Linked DNA regions of Xenopus laevis: region 1 is linked to region 2. The links are chromatin contacts, called in public Hi-C maps. All regions are on one chromosome and are shown on one strand. The core of a region is the stretch at or near the end of the contact, and the rest is flanking DNA. Distances in the headings are between cores, read along the strand shown.

What was found. A called contact is a pair of places that touch in the nucleus more often than the background predicts.
Region 1: a Hi-C map of the XL177 cell line shows a contact between it and region 2, with 3 times the contacts expected there. The contact joins the promoter of anxa1.3.S here to the enhancer-like site in region 2. A contact is called at or near these places in 2 of 4 Hi-C or Micro-C datasets (the XL177 cell line and the XTC cell line).

Annotation. Positions count from the first base shown.
Region 1 is chr1S:120,901,355-120,908,734 of Xenopus_laevis_v10.1, forward strand. anxa1.3.S (annexin A1 gene 3 S homeolog) reads left to right here and starts at 5,772. Exons shown (of 13, transcript NM_001093817.2): 1 at 5,772-5,821.
Region 2 is chr1S:120,725,102-120,731,971 of Xenopus_laevis_v10.1, forward strand. No RefSeq gene overlaps it. Among protein-coding and RNA genes, the nearest start is that of aldh1a1.S, 44 kb to the right of the region's middle. Within about 2 kb of position 4,415, at least 1 of the 7 cell types and tissues checked has an H3K27ac peak or open chromatin away from gene starts, as enhancers often do.

The sequences.
Region 1 (7,380 bases), core at 4,522-7,021, 180 kb after region 2:
GCCTATATGCCTTGCAAATTTGCCACAGGTCTCTATGCACCATTTTGGAACACAAAGACCTGCAGCTGCCGTGAAGAATATATCGCTAACCATATCCTTCAGTACTGTATTCATGAATGGCAGGAGGGAGAGTTTTATAGAAGCCCCTATGCATCCACTAACTTGCTAGTCATTTAGATGCACAAAATAGAGATCAATCACAGCAAAATAGCTTACTGTATTTCAGGAGCATTTGCTAGTAATTATAAATCATTATATAATTCTCTTGCTTTACGTATCTGAACTCGACCTAATGGAGGTGCTGGGAACGAAGGCAGGTAGTTTTCAGATCCTCCCAAATAGGCAAATATGAGTTTTAATTTTAAATGCCTGAAATGGAAGGAAGGGGATTGAATCATAGATAGAATACAGGACAGGTATATCATTATTGGGGATTACTAGTATGGTAAGTACCAGCAAGAATGGACTGGAAATGGTACAGAGAAGGGCTACACTAAATTGACAAGTCAAACAAGGAACAGTATAGACAAGATACAGGAAAACTATAAGGAATATTTAGCAGGAGCTGGAAAAGAAGGCCAAGACTGGATATAATGCAATATGAAAGAACCAGGAAGACTAGAGGGATAAGTATTCAAAGGGCTTGTTGTGACAAATAGGTTCAACATATAGTAGCAACAACGCTGTGCTTTGTATATTTGTGCAATGAACAAGAGTCAAGACTCAACTGCGGGTTAACACTGCATCAAAGTTAAATGGGACAGGGACCTGAGATCCAGGGTGGTGATCATTGCATTAACAGTGCTAGAATTGTATCTGTGGCACCCCTAAGATGGTCAGTGTCTGCCTGTCTCCTTTTGAATTGTGTCTAAACCTCCTGTCCCTTTAGTATGAACAGTTAGGGAGCAGATGCGACTGGGTGGCATGTCACCCCTAAAATTTTGCTGCCCTAGGCCTGGGTTTGTGGCTTTTTCACAAATCCAGGTCTGTGCATTGCTCTTCCAGACAAGCTACTATCACACAGTCCCTAAAATTGAACGTAATGCAGCTAAGTCTCATATTACATGCAATGCATTCCATATGCATGAACTTCTAAAATGAATCCTTATAGTCTGCCCAAAGGAATGGAACAATAGTAAAGTGGCCATACATGTATATTGCTGCACCAATTATATCTGTCTGTTTGGCCTGCAGGCTAACTAGTTGATGTATGGCCACATTTAGCCATAAAGCTTTTTCTCCGTATGCTGCTTATTCTATAAATTACCCATCATTTCTCACTTATCTTTAGTGCTTGTGGAACTGATGCAAATATCATAAATATGTATTTCTTTGCAATGCCAACATTTTATAGACAACTGAATATAATTAATTCATAATGAGTAATACTAGAGACACACCTTTTAATAATTGGAAACAATACCAGATTTATCTGGATAAATGGAGTTGACGTTTTCAACCGATTGGCCAAAGATGGCAGAAAATTATTCAAGCATCCCTAATCAGAGAGAGGGTTGTTTAAGCTGTGTCCTGGCATAGACAACTGGAGCCAGAGTATAAGGGTGTTGTCTCTAAATTGACTGGCACCTTTTATTAGTGATACTGCAGCAGGAGATGTGGTTGTTACATGTATATCCTATGTGTAGGTCCTATGGTGAAGCAAATCCGAATTTTAGCATGTGCCCTTACCCTTATCTTGAAAGCCCCAGGTCCCAAGCATTCATGTATAATGGAAGCCATAATATTATATGCTTACATAGATAAAAATTACAATCCCCCACCCTTTGTGGGCAACTATTGGTGACTAGAAGTAAACCTTTAGGCTTAGAAAGCTTATGAAAAATAAAGTGAACAATACTTCAATTTAACTAGAGAAACTAAATTGTAAATATTTATTAGATGGGAGGACAAGTCCCTCAGTATCTAATTTCATACCTAGTATGAACTGGAGTAATAAATGACTGTGTATTCCAGGAACAGCAGATGACACAAGTAGACAATGGTGAATAGTCATGACATTGTGCAATAGCGAACAATAAAGGTAACACAACTCATTGAACTTATTGAAAGAATCCCAGTGTGTTGTTTTCTTTAATCAAAGCACAAAAATAAAAGAACATAATGTCCTGACATATGGTATGTATAAAATGACAACAATTTAAGGGTTTGACAAAATTCTTTTATAGTTGCAATTTATCATGCCTTTTTCAGAATTCCTCATTTTTTATTTTTAATTGTCACACCTGTTTCCCTGTGTTTTGTAGATATTATGTCACCTCTTGCTGTAAACATTTGTTCTGGCATGTCTTTTTGCTTCCACCCTTTTTCCTGTCCTTACCTACTCTTAGAATTCCTCATCTCTTTCATTATCAGCCTCAGACAACCCAAAAAGCATCTACTTGGAATGCAAACTACCCAGCCCAGTATCCAGCAGACAATCAACACCTAGTATGTTTCATTCAAGTCACTGATAAAGGAGCAGACATAGCAATTCTTTTAAAGCTCTATAGTTTTTTCTGTCTGACCCATGGTCTCAGCCTCCCATACTCAGCCTTTCACTTATATTAAAGGTCGCATTTTTTTGGTCAGGCTTTTTGTCTCAAAACATCAGAAAAGGTTACAATAAAAGTAGGATTTTTTTGGGATTTATTATGTGACAAATCCAAATCCAAAATTATTTTAGCTAAAATCATGTAGAAGTCATGAGGAAATGGCAGATGTCTCATTTACAATTGGATGATGTTTCTTGCCTACAAGTTCTTCAAGGGTTTCAGCATTTTGATGCTGGTTTTTGTGTGACAATCCAAAATAAGTTGTGATTTTCAAGAGACAATTTGAAAAAGTCACATGATACACTTTTTTTGTTCAGATTTTTTTAGTAAATTGAGGCCATTTTTTTGTCTATTTTTTTAAAAATAAAAATGAGAAAAAAACAACTTTTAATAAACGCCCCCTCAATGTCAGACTAAGGGGCCTTTTAACTAACATTTTTTTTTTTTTAAATTGCAGTTTCTCTATATTTCTTGAAAACTCAAAAAAGTCTAGATTTATTAAGGGCCAGATTTATCAAGGGTCAAAGTTAATGTGAGGGAATTTTCGAAGTAAAAAAAATTCGAAATTCAAAGTTATTTTTTGGATACTTCGACCATCGAATAGGAAACTACGACTTTGAATTTAAAAAATTGTTCAAATATTCGACCATTCGATAATCGAAGTACTGTCTCTTTAAAAAAACTTTGACTTCAATACTTCGCCAAATTAAACCTGTCGAAGTGCTATGTTAGCCTATGGGGACCTTCTACAACATTTTTCTAAGTCTTTAGAGGTTGAAGGAAAATCCTTCGATCGAACACGGAAATTGTTACAATCGATTGCCAAATTCGGTGAAAAATACGAAGGGGCTGATTCACTATGGGTCGAATATCGATGGTTAATTAACCCTCGATATTCGACTAGGAATTTAAATCCTTTGACTTCGAATATCGAAGTCAAAGGATTTAGCGCAGAAAATTCGATCGAACGATCAAAGGATTATTCCTTCGATCGAACTATTAAATCCTTCGAATCGAACGATTCAAAGGATTTTAATCCAATGACCGAAGGAATATCCTTCGATCAAAAAAATGTAGGCAAGCCTATGGGGACCTTCCCCATAGGCTAACATTGACTTCGATAGCTTTTATCTGCCGAACTATCGAATGGTCGAATAGTCGAACGATTTTTACTTCAAATCCTTCGATTCGAAGTCGTAGTCGAAGTAGCCCATTCGATGGTCGAAGTAGCCCAAAAAAACCTTCAAAATTCGAAGTTTTTTTACTTCGAATCCTTCACTCGAATTTAGTGAATCAGCCCCTTAGACTTCAAAATTCGAAATATTTTAATTCGATGGTCGAATTTAGAAGTATTTTGCACTTCGAAATTCGACCCTTGATAAATCTGCCCCTAAAAACCATGAATAAACTCTAACTTCAGACCTTTAGAGGTTTTCAGATTTTACTAGTAATTGTCTGAAAAACTAGGTTTTCAAGGTATTCATATTTATTAAAATTTTATGCCATTTGTGGTTTTATAGAAAATGAGTTTGATTGTGGTTTCAAACACCTCTAAAACCACTAAAATTTGACCTTTGATAAATGGTCCTCCGTAGAATTTAAAGTTGCCTGTAGGGATGGGCGAATTTGACCCGTTTCATTTCGCGAAATGTCGCCGATGCCCATTAAAGTCTATGGGTGTCAAAAAATTTTGTCGCACTGCAATTTTTTTTTTTTGACACACGACACCATACAAGTCTATGGGCATAATTTTTGCGGCAAAACAAGGCGAAAAAATTCGCCCATCCCTAGTTGCCTGTGCTGCCTGGCATTGAGTTTAATGGAAACCTCCTCGCACCACTGGTACAGACAGTATTACTTTAGCCTATTACCCACTAGTGTATTAGAATGTATTAGTCTTCCAGGATTGTTTAAAATTTCAAATGCCAAATATGTATAGTTTGTACACAAGTTTAGATAATTTGATAACACATAGACTTTATACTCAACTTTAGATTAGTCAGTCATCAGTTGATACCTGAAATATTTGTGTTTGGATAATGGTTAAACTAATCAATCACCAAGCAGTTTGTTTATCTCTGCTGTGCTTCCTAAAATAGTACAACTACACCCTGTGTGGAAGGAAAGTTATTTTGTGTGCTAATATAGAGAAGTACAACCATGGTAAAATGGGGTTATTTATAACATCATGCATTCATAATAAATAATCATAACATTGATAACATCATCCACAGGCACCTACATTACTGCAGAGTGATGCTATGCTGCGCACCCTAAAAATATACTGATACTGAAAAATATTCTTCAAAATATTAATGTACATAAAAAGTTACCTATAGGTCATGTTGATAGTTCTGCTTTTGTAAGTAATTGATACTTAAATGTGTCCCTTCTCCTCTTAAAGGGGTTGTTCACCTTCCAAACACTTTTTTCAATTTAGTTGTTTTTAGATTGTTCCCTAGAAATAATGACTTTTTCCAATTACTTTCCATTATTTATTTTTTACGTTTTTTCCAAAATCTAAGTTTAAAGTTGAATGTTCCTGTCTCTGGTGTTTGAGTCTGACAGCTCAGTAATTCAGGTGCAGATTCTGAACTGTTACAATTTTGCAACATTTAGTTGATACATTTCTCAGCAGCATCTCTGGAGTATTAGCAACAATTGTATCAATTCTAACAGCTGCCTGTAATGAAACCCAGAGATTCTGCTCAGCAGGGACAAAGATAAGAAATGTATCAACTAAATGTATCAATTTAGAACAGTTTACAGGATCGGCGACCCCCCCTCCCAGAGCTGCTTCAGAAGGAGAGAAATGACACTTTATACTTCAATATTAGAAAAACCGTGACACATAGAAAATAGAAAGTCATTGGAAAAAGTCGTTATTTCTGGTGATCTATCTGATAACAACTAGTTGTTTGAAGGTGAACAACCCCTTTAATGACTTTTGTGGCACAAATATGGCAGCCCCCTCATAGGGAAAAATGGGGGATCAGATAGTAGTTCAAAAGCATCGGGTAAATACATTTATGGCAAAATTTTGAATAGCATGCACAGACCGTGCTATGATAGATCTAAACAAAAGATTTCTGGTGTCGGTATTCCTTTAATTTGGTTATGGCAAATGATTTGTCAGTTAAATGGAGCAGCAGTTTTTTTCATTTAATAGGTGTGGCCCTCTGTAATTATAAAACTCAGCGTTCTTTGATCTTCCAAGTTGTTCTTCTATTGCTCAGCTATTCAGCAAGCAGATATCTGTTGGATAAAAGGTATGTTCTGATGATTGCATTGTTCTTACAATTAATTGTCCACCTGAGCCATTCATTAATGAACTTCATTAACTTCTTAAATGTACTTTAAATTATATGACATACAGATACACTATGTAGTGCTAGAAACTACGTTTTTCACAACTAAGTGACAAGTATGTGTTATGTCTTGTTATCTATTTTTTTATTTAAATAGAATTACATAAACACATTACTGAATGGTATTACTGAACTGTGTGACAAAAATTTTTAGTCAAGGGGAAAGTGCAAGTGGAATTCCTAGTATCATGTACTCTAAAGCTTATTGCCTATTTAGAAAAAGCTCCAAAATACTCTGGAGCTTTTCTCATTGGCGAAGTAGTAAGCATCAACTGTCTCTATTGTTGACCAGGGATATATATCAGATCAGAAATACATTCCCTTCTGCACCCTAATTTTACTTTAAACAAAAACATACATCAATAATCCATTCTATTTTGTATTGCCCTTTGTGTACCTGTCTGTTGCATGTGTCAATTCTGACTGATTGGTTGATTTGTTGACAACTAAATCTGGCGAAATGGTTAAGCTCTTCAGAATATCTGACCATTTGGACACACATTTTTAGTTTTACTAAAGGTATAAAAATTGTGTTCCTATGCAACATGTTGCTATGTGTTAAGTTATTATTTACCATTAAAACCTGAAACATAAATCTGACAATTTAGCTTGTGTTTGGCTGGCCTACTAAACTTAAGTGTGGCATAATCAGTTCTGGGCTGCCCATTGGATCTCTACTCAAGGTTGTGTGCTCTACACAATCAAAATGTTCCATTTAGCTGGATCACATACGTTTGATCATAAATTAGATGGGCTGGAGGTAATCACTTACATTTAAGTAGTGTAATTTTTTTTATTTGTAAAGAATTTTGTTGTAACAATCAAAAGAATTAGTCCAGGGAAAGTAGGACAGGTCTGAGTTCTGAATGACACCGTGAGCGCAACCTATTCTCATAGTTGGAAGTGGAAGAGTATTGCGTTTAAAAGCATTTTCGGGTGATGTAGTTGGAAACCTATTTTTGTCCAATTGCCTGAATATATTTTATTGTTAATATGTTTACATAAAATACCGGTATAAATAGGGTTGATTTTTTTTATGAATGATTATACTTTTTTTTATAATTATATTCATCTGTGAATACAAATCAATATTTCCCATTATTTGTATAGGCTATAAGCACGAAAAGCTTTTTTTTGTCTACACGTTTTAAAGCTGTGTGCACAGTGCTGTGGTTGGGGCTATGCAGACAATCTTTTCTTTGTTCTTTGCAATTCACTTTGCATATTGGTGTCATAACAGGTGGTTTAACAACAGAGCTCTGGAGCAGGATTCCTGCACTACACACTTGCACAATCGCTATGCATTGGGTGTAATACCCTTTGTGGTCACATACACATAGCAGCCAAACATGTGATTGGCCAGTAATACATTTTAAGACAGGTGATTAGCAAAAGATGCATTTAAAGAAAACTACATCAGTCATGCACACTAGCATATATTATTAAAATTGTGCTGATTT
Region 2 (6,870 bases), core at 3,165-5,664:
ACCTGTCTTGTCTCTAGTGCTGCCATACTCTTCCTCCTGCAAATCTAAAAACTTCTGGAAAGAAGTTGGAAACAATTAAACATGGATGTGCATTCTACAGTGGAATGTAGTTAAATAATAGTGTGCAAAACTACAAACTTCATTAGCTATAAAACTGTTTGTCGAGTAAATGTGTATAGAAATTTGTTAAATTATATAATGCATGGAATGTGTTTTTGGAGGCAAAGCACCCTCTTATTTCTACAGATCAAAGTACCAGATGCACTGCAAACAGTCAGAGGAAGACAAATGAAACCGAGGAGAGTGAAAGTGATGATGAGGAGGAGGATATTTCCATACCAGGGAGAAAGAAAATAATCAGGAAAAAAACATGAAAAGAACAAGAAGAGAAAATGATGAAGCAGTAGAGACAGAGAGCTGGGATGAAGATGACGTTGAGCTGCCTACTAGTGAGGGAAGGACCAGAAAATGTAAGAATATCAATGACAATAAAAATGTGAAGAAGGAAGTAAATGGAAAAGGAAATGCTAAAAATCAAAAGAACCAGTAAAAGAAAGGAAAAAAGAGCAGGTATAAATATGTGACTTAAAGGAGAAGGAAAGGTTAAAACTAAGTAAGTCTTATCAGAAAGGTCTATATAAGCAAACCAGTAACCCCCAAAGTAGTGTTGCTCCCCTGTCAAAAGAAACACTGCATTTCTTTCCTTCTATTGTATACACATGGGCTTCTGTATCAGACTTCCTGCCTTCATCTTAAACCTCATTGCCCTGGGCAAGAGCATGCTCAGTTTGCTCCTCTTCCCCCGCCCCCTCCCTTCTCTACTGTAATCTGAGCCCAGAGCAGGGAGAGACTCAGGCAGGAAGTGATGTCACACCACATTAATACTGCAGCTCCTATCCTAAACAAACAGAGAGTTTCTAGAGCTTTTTACTCAGGTATGGTAAAACATTCTACAGAATAAATATAGCATTCTAGCTTGCACTATTGCAGCTAATCTATTGGCAATAAAATGCCTCCGTAGCTTTCCTTCTCCTTTAAAAGCTTAAACTACAGATTAATTCTTCTGTTTTAACAGAACCCATTTCTTATGCACTCATGTTAATTAAACTGTTTCCATAACAGTGTGCCTAAGGTTATGCATAGAAATACTGGGTAGACCCAATTTTGCCTACCATGGCCAAAAAACTCTCAGTTATTCTGAGAAAAGGCTTATTGTTGGGCTACTGATATATTGCAAGAACAGCTACTAAGGTGATGTTGTTATGGAAGTTACAGATGAAACTAGATGTTACTGGGCCCCACAGCAAATTCATTTTAGGGCCCCCAACATATCCAGAGATTGTCCTGTTTTACCAATAAATGTTGAAATTGCTCATAAGGGCCTCATGGGGCCCCTATACCTCCTGGGCCCCCCTGCAGCCACAGGGTCTGCTTCCTCTGTAGTTACACCCTTGCATATGGGACTGAAAAAGCTTTATTGCTAGAACATTAGTCTCACATGCAAGATAAACACATGTATCTGAATGAATATCTTATAAATGAGTAACCATTTGTATATATTTTTTAATATTTGTCTTCCTGTCCTGCCTTTTTCAAGCAGGCAAGTGAAAATTCCACGTGGTTGTTGGGGTCACTGAGACCATTAACCAAAAGCAAGATTTACTGAGAGATTTCAGCTTTGTTTCTTATTGCTTATCTTTCTGTTCCGGCATTTTACTATTTCCATTGGGACCTCTAAACTGCTTTCTTGGCAATAATCCAGCTGTTTGTAAACACAATAGCTAGGCCTGTCTTTTTAGCATTCCTCTACCATAGACTTCAGTTTGGATTATGACCTTAAAAGAATATACTATATCTATGTTCTGCTCTAAGCTAATGTAGGTTATTTATATGAGCCTAAATTGTCTGTTTTCAGTAGCGCTGGATCATTTCAATACTGCGGGTCTAGGTTTGATTGCAGCCAGGACCTGAGTGGGTTAACTAGCTCCTGATACAGTGAATATGTGTGAATGGGATGTGGACCTTAGATTTTAAACTTCAATGTGGCAGGGACTGATGTGAACAGTGTAAAAGAATATGTCAGCAATGTATAAATACATGATAAAATGTCTCTAGACTTTGCATGAATGTTTTTTCCAATGATTTTAGCAGGGAAACAACAAAAGAAGAACAAATAGTAAGCAGGGTGCAACATATTCAAGCTCATTTGTTTGTCCAACATGACACTGTTTTTTCCTTAAAATTTATGGTGTCATTGTACATTTCTATGAATTAAGCTTAAGTTATGGCTAACATTTGCAGAGTGAGGATGGTGTCACTTCCATAGTGCTAATGTGTGCAGCATTAATGCACAATTCGTTAGCCAGAAGTTGCTACTGATGTAACCTGCATCCATGGACACAGAATATTTCATGAATGGCTTTAATGCATGAGTCCTATTAACTTTTACATAAAAAGTACATTATACATAAACATAGGATTGCCATTTATCAAAAAGCTTTATCCTATTATCAATATTAAACCATAAAATGAAAGTGGTTCCAATAATAATAAAAATATAATGTACTATTGCCCTGCACTAGTATAAATTGTGTGTTTGCTTCAGAAAGACGACGAGTTTATATAACTATGGGGGAAGCCCATCTGAAAAAAGAGAAAATGCACAGGATACAAGGATAACAGAAACGTTCTGTAGAATGCAATGGGTTCAGTTCTTACACAGGAAGATAAACAGGGGACAGATGACTTTATGACTCTCTACAGGACTATATAATCAAAATCTTTCTCATATAAAATAGGACTTAGGAAATTGGAATAGTTTATTTGTAGGTAGATCAATGGATGCAAACTTTAAGGGGCAGATTCACTAAAGGGCAAAGTGACTAACGCTGGCGCAAATTCGCCAGCGTGATGTCATTTCGTAACTTCGCCAATTCACTAACGGGCGCTGGCGTAAATTCGCTAGCGAAGTAAACCTACTCTAGTGCTACTTCGCACCCTTATGCCAGGCGAAGTTGCGCTATGTCGAATGGGACATAACTACACTAATTCACTAACTTGCACATTTTACTGAACGTTACCTCTTGTGCCAGACTTGCCTTCGCCACCTCAGACCAGGTGAAGTTCAATAGAGTAGATAGGGATTGCTTCAAAAATAGTTGAAAATTTTTCTAAGTCCCAAAAAACGCTGGCGTTTTTTCCTTTTTTAAGGGTGATAGGCTGAAAAAGATCGTAAATTTTTTTGGGGGTACCCTCCTTCCCCCCTATATTTCCTAACATATGGCACCTAAACTATACAGTGGGCACATGTGTAGGGCAAAATAACAACTCTATTTTATTTTATGAAGCTTTCCCAGGCTTGTGTAGTGTAATGTTTTTGCTGCTACGTATACGTCCATTCAACTTTAACTTGGCGCCGTATGCAAATTAGGCATCGCTAGCGTAACTTCGCTTTGCTTGAGGAATTAACGCTTGCGCAAATTCGCTACCGTTCGCCTCCCTGATCGCAATTTTGGATTTTAGTGAATTAGCGGCACCCTGGCAAAAATTCGTCTGGCAAAGTGCGGCGAAGGCGTCGCTAGCGCATTTTCGCTGCTTAGTGAATTTGCCCCTAAGTGGGTTCGTTTCCCCTCGGTTTTCTTTGAATGTGCATTGCCCAGCAGTTTTTTTTTCTGATGCAAATATTTTGCTAAAGATTGGGCCGTGTGTTTCAATTTGGAGGGGGAGCATGACCCATGGAAGTTCAGGGCCAGACGGTGGCAGGGTTTGCTAGTTTATAAAAGGGGAAGGCACCACAGTTCTTTATCTTTTGGGCCACACTTGCTGGAAGAAATGGTGTGCTGAGGGTATAGACTATCTGTGTAGTTAGTAAAACAGCAAGATGCTGCAACAAGAAGGCAGGTAAGCGTCAATACCCTACAGCAGTAGCCCGCAACCCCCCCTTGTTTGGCCCCTCCACATAAAAGTCTGCCTACTGTGTCTGCTTACCTTGTGTAACCTTTTAAAGGTATCACTACAGAGAATAACTGTCCCCTGCTTTGTTTAAACCTTAAATTCAGACTGTAATCCCCTGTAGTGATGGGCGAATTTATTCGCCAGGCGCGAATTCACGGCGAATTTGCGCGATTCGCGTCCAGCGAATAAATTCGCGAAACGCCCGCGAAAATTCGCCGGCGTCAAAAATTTTTTTTTCGAAAAACGGACGCCAGCGTCAAAAACGGGCGCCGGCGTCGAAAAAACGGGCGCCGGCGTCAAAAACGAGACGCCGGCGCCGTTTCGCGAATTTTTCGGCAGAGCGAAACGGCGCAAATTCGCCCATCACTAATCCCCTGTATTGTTCACACACATACAATCCCCCCTGCATTGTTCACACTTGAAACATCTCTATTGTTCATACCCTACTGTTCACACCTAAATCCCAGACTGAAACAGCCCACATTGCTTATCTGTTCACACTCATACAAAACTGCTGAAGGGGCACCAGCACTGAGTCACTGTATGTAGTACATCTTAGAGTGGTGCTGATAGGTTTCCCTGTCTCCTGCTCTGTTCTGCCTTCCCTATGCTCCCTGCGGTGCCATACTCTGCCTGCCCTATGTTTCCTGTGTGTGCCATACTCTGCTTTCCCTATGTTCCCTGTGTGTGCCATATTCTGCCTGCCCTATTCTCCTTGTATGTGCCATACTCTGCCTTTCATATGCTCCCTGTATGTGTGTGTTAGGGCTGCTGTCCAGTCAGACAAGGGTTGATTACCATTTGGTCGTAAGCCAATCCAATTCCATGGAAGGCTTTTTAGGATCAGGGATCACCTGACTCTTTAGCCTGAGCAACAGGTTTAGCGAAGAGTCAGTTGTTGGGAATCAGCGTTGTTAGGTGTTATTCACAGGGGAGGATGAGGCATATGGATTTAAGGGTATGTCTTAATTTGACTTACATTTTTCACATATGAGTGATAAGTGATATCCCTGCAGTGAGCACCAACCATTTGGTTTTTTGGTGTGCTACCACAATTAATGTGGACATGGTCTTGTGGTAACATGGGTGTGGTTTTAAAAACAGGGAGTGGCTAACACTGACTTCCATTATCGACCCTCCACCATGTAGGCCAGACAAATTCCCTCTGTACCATAGAAGTTGGACAGCACTGACCTACAGTAACAAGGCTGATCAGGCTCAGGAATAGAATACACCACTGGCTTTGCCTAGTGTTGGCTATTGTTATATCAAGTCAGTGAATATTACCACTGGGGTGTTGTGAACACTACAGCTCTGATTGTGCGAATAAAAATTAATGTGAGAAAGTACTGGAAGAATGTATTGATTTAGTGTTGTACCATCTGAATCAGCACCACCAAGAGATGTTGTAACAACTGTCTAATAAAAAAATATCAATTTGCGTTTAAGAACCGTTTGCACCAACGTTTTTTAAAAGTTTTTGTATGGTGAGATACAGTGTGGTTAACCTTTCCTCCAACAGTACAGCCTGTGCACCTGTGAGTAGAAGAGTCGCATGTAACACATGCACTATCGGGAGTTGCTGGGAGTTGAGACAAGTCTAACCGAAATCTGATGTAATCCATTTGGGGTAGTTCAGAGCTTGAGGTACCCAGTTTCCTAAATTACATTTACCAAACGTAAGGTATTTGTAACGACTCACCCTGGTGGTCTAGCGGGAAGGGGTCAGCAGGGACGCCTGATGCCCCCTTCGTGGGGCTGCCGCCATGAGGCTCTTCTTCCTCCATGCCTGCCAGTTCTTAGGGCGCATGCGGCGCGGTGAGTGACGTCAGTGTGCAGTGGTGCGAGTTTTAAAGGGGTATAAATGGAGCATTTTGTCTGCAGATCTTTGCCCGTTATAGGTTCGTTTCTAGCGAGTTCCTGGTGCTTCTGATTTATATCCTGTCTGTTTTCTGAATACCTGTTGTGACCCCTGCCTGTTCTGACAATCCTGACTTCCGGAATCCTGACCCTGCCTGGTAATCGACTATTCTGTATCCGTAACCCATCTGATTGATCCCCTGGTTTGACCCTTGCTTGCCTGACTCCGCTTGTACTCTGCCTGCCCCGACCCGGCCTGTTTTGTCTACGCCTTGTACTATGACCTTCTGCCCAAAAGACTTTGCCTTACCATCGTGCCCCTTTACTCGTTCAGAACCCTTCGCTTGGCACCTCTCTTAAATAAGACCTGGCGGCATCCGATTAGCCGAGGGCTCCTCCCGAGGTGAAAGGCGGCTGTTAAAGGCGGAAGCAAGAGCCAAGAACAGGGTGCTTAGCATTGGTTCTGAATTTAGGGTGCCGACCGTGACAGTATTTTAATCCAAATAATGTAAAGATCCCTAATGCGGAAAATCAGGCTGACAGCAATGCAAGTTTGTACATGAATGCACTCAGGTCACTATTGGCATTATCAATATAGTGGTAGAGAAATGTGAATCTTTAGATGGTTCTTTAGCAGGGCACTGGCAGATTACTGTTTTCTTCCCATATATACTGTACATTTGAATAATTTCACTCTATAAATACTTTTGGTCTACAACAAATTGGTTGGACTATAACACACTTGACCCAAAACACAAGGGCTTAATTATGACTGCAGTTGCACAAAAATATACAGTCATTGCAGACATTGACACTGTTCATTAGTGTGCAAGGTACTTCATCCAAAGACTCTCCATGCATTTTGCTATGGTTGCACTCCTAGTGCTCCTGTTCCATGCAAGTGTGCCAGGTGATGCAGGGGAACACTGGAGCTACTAACACTTCTAGCTGGAAGGTTCACACTGTGGGCTGCTGACAGTTTGTGCCCCATTGCAGGCAGCATGTCACAACATGCCCTCACAGTTGTGTACACATGTTGTGGTGCATGGGGAACAA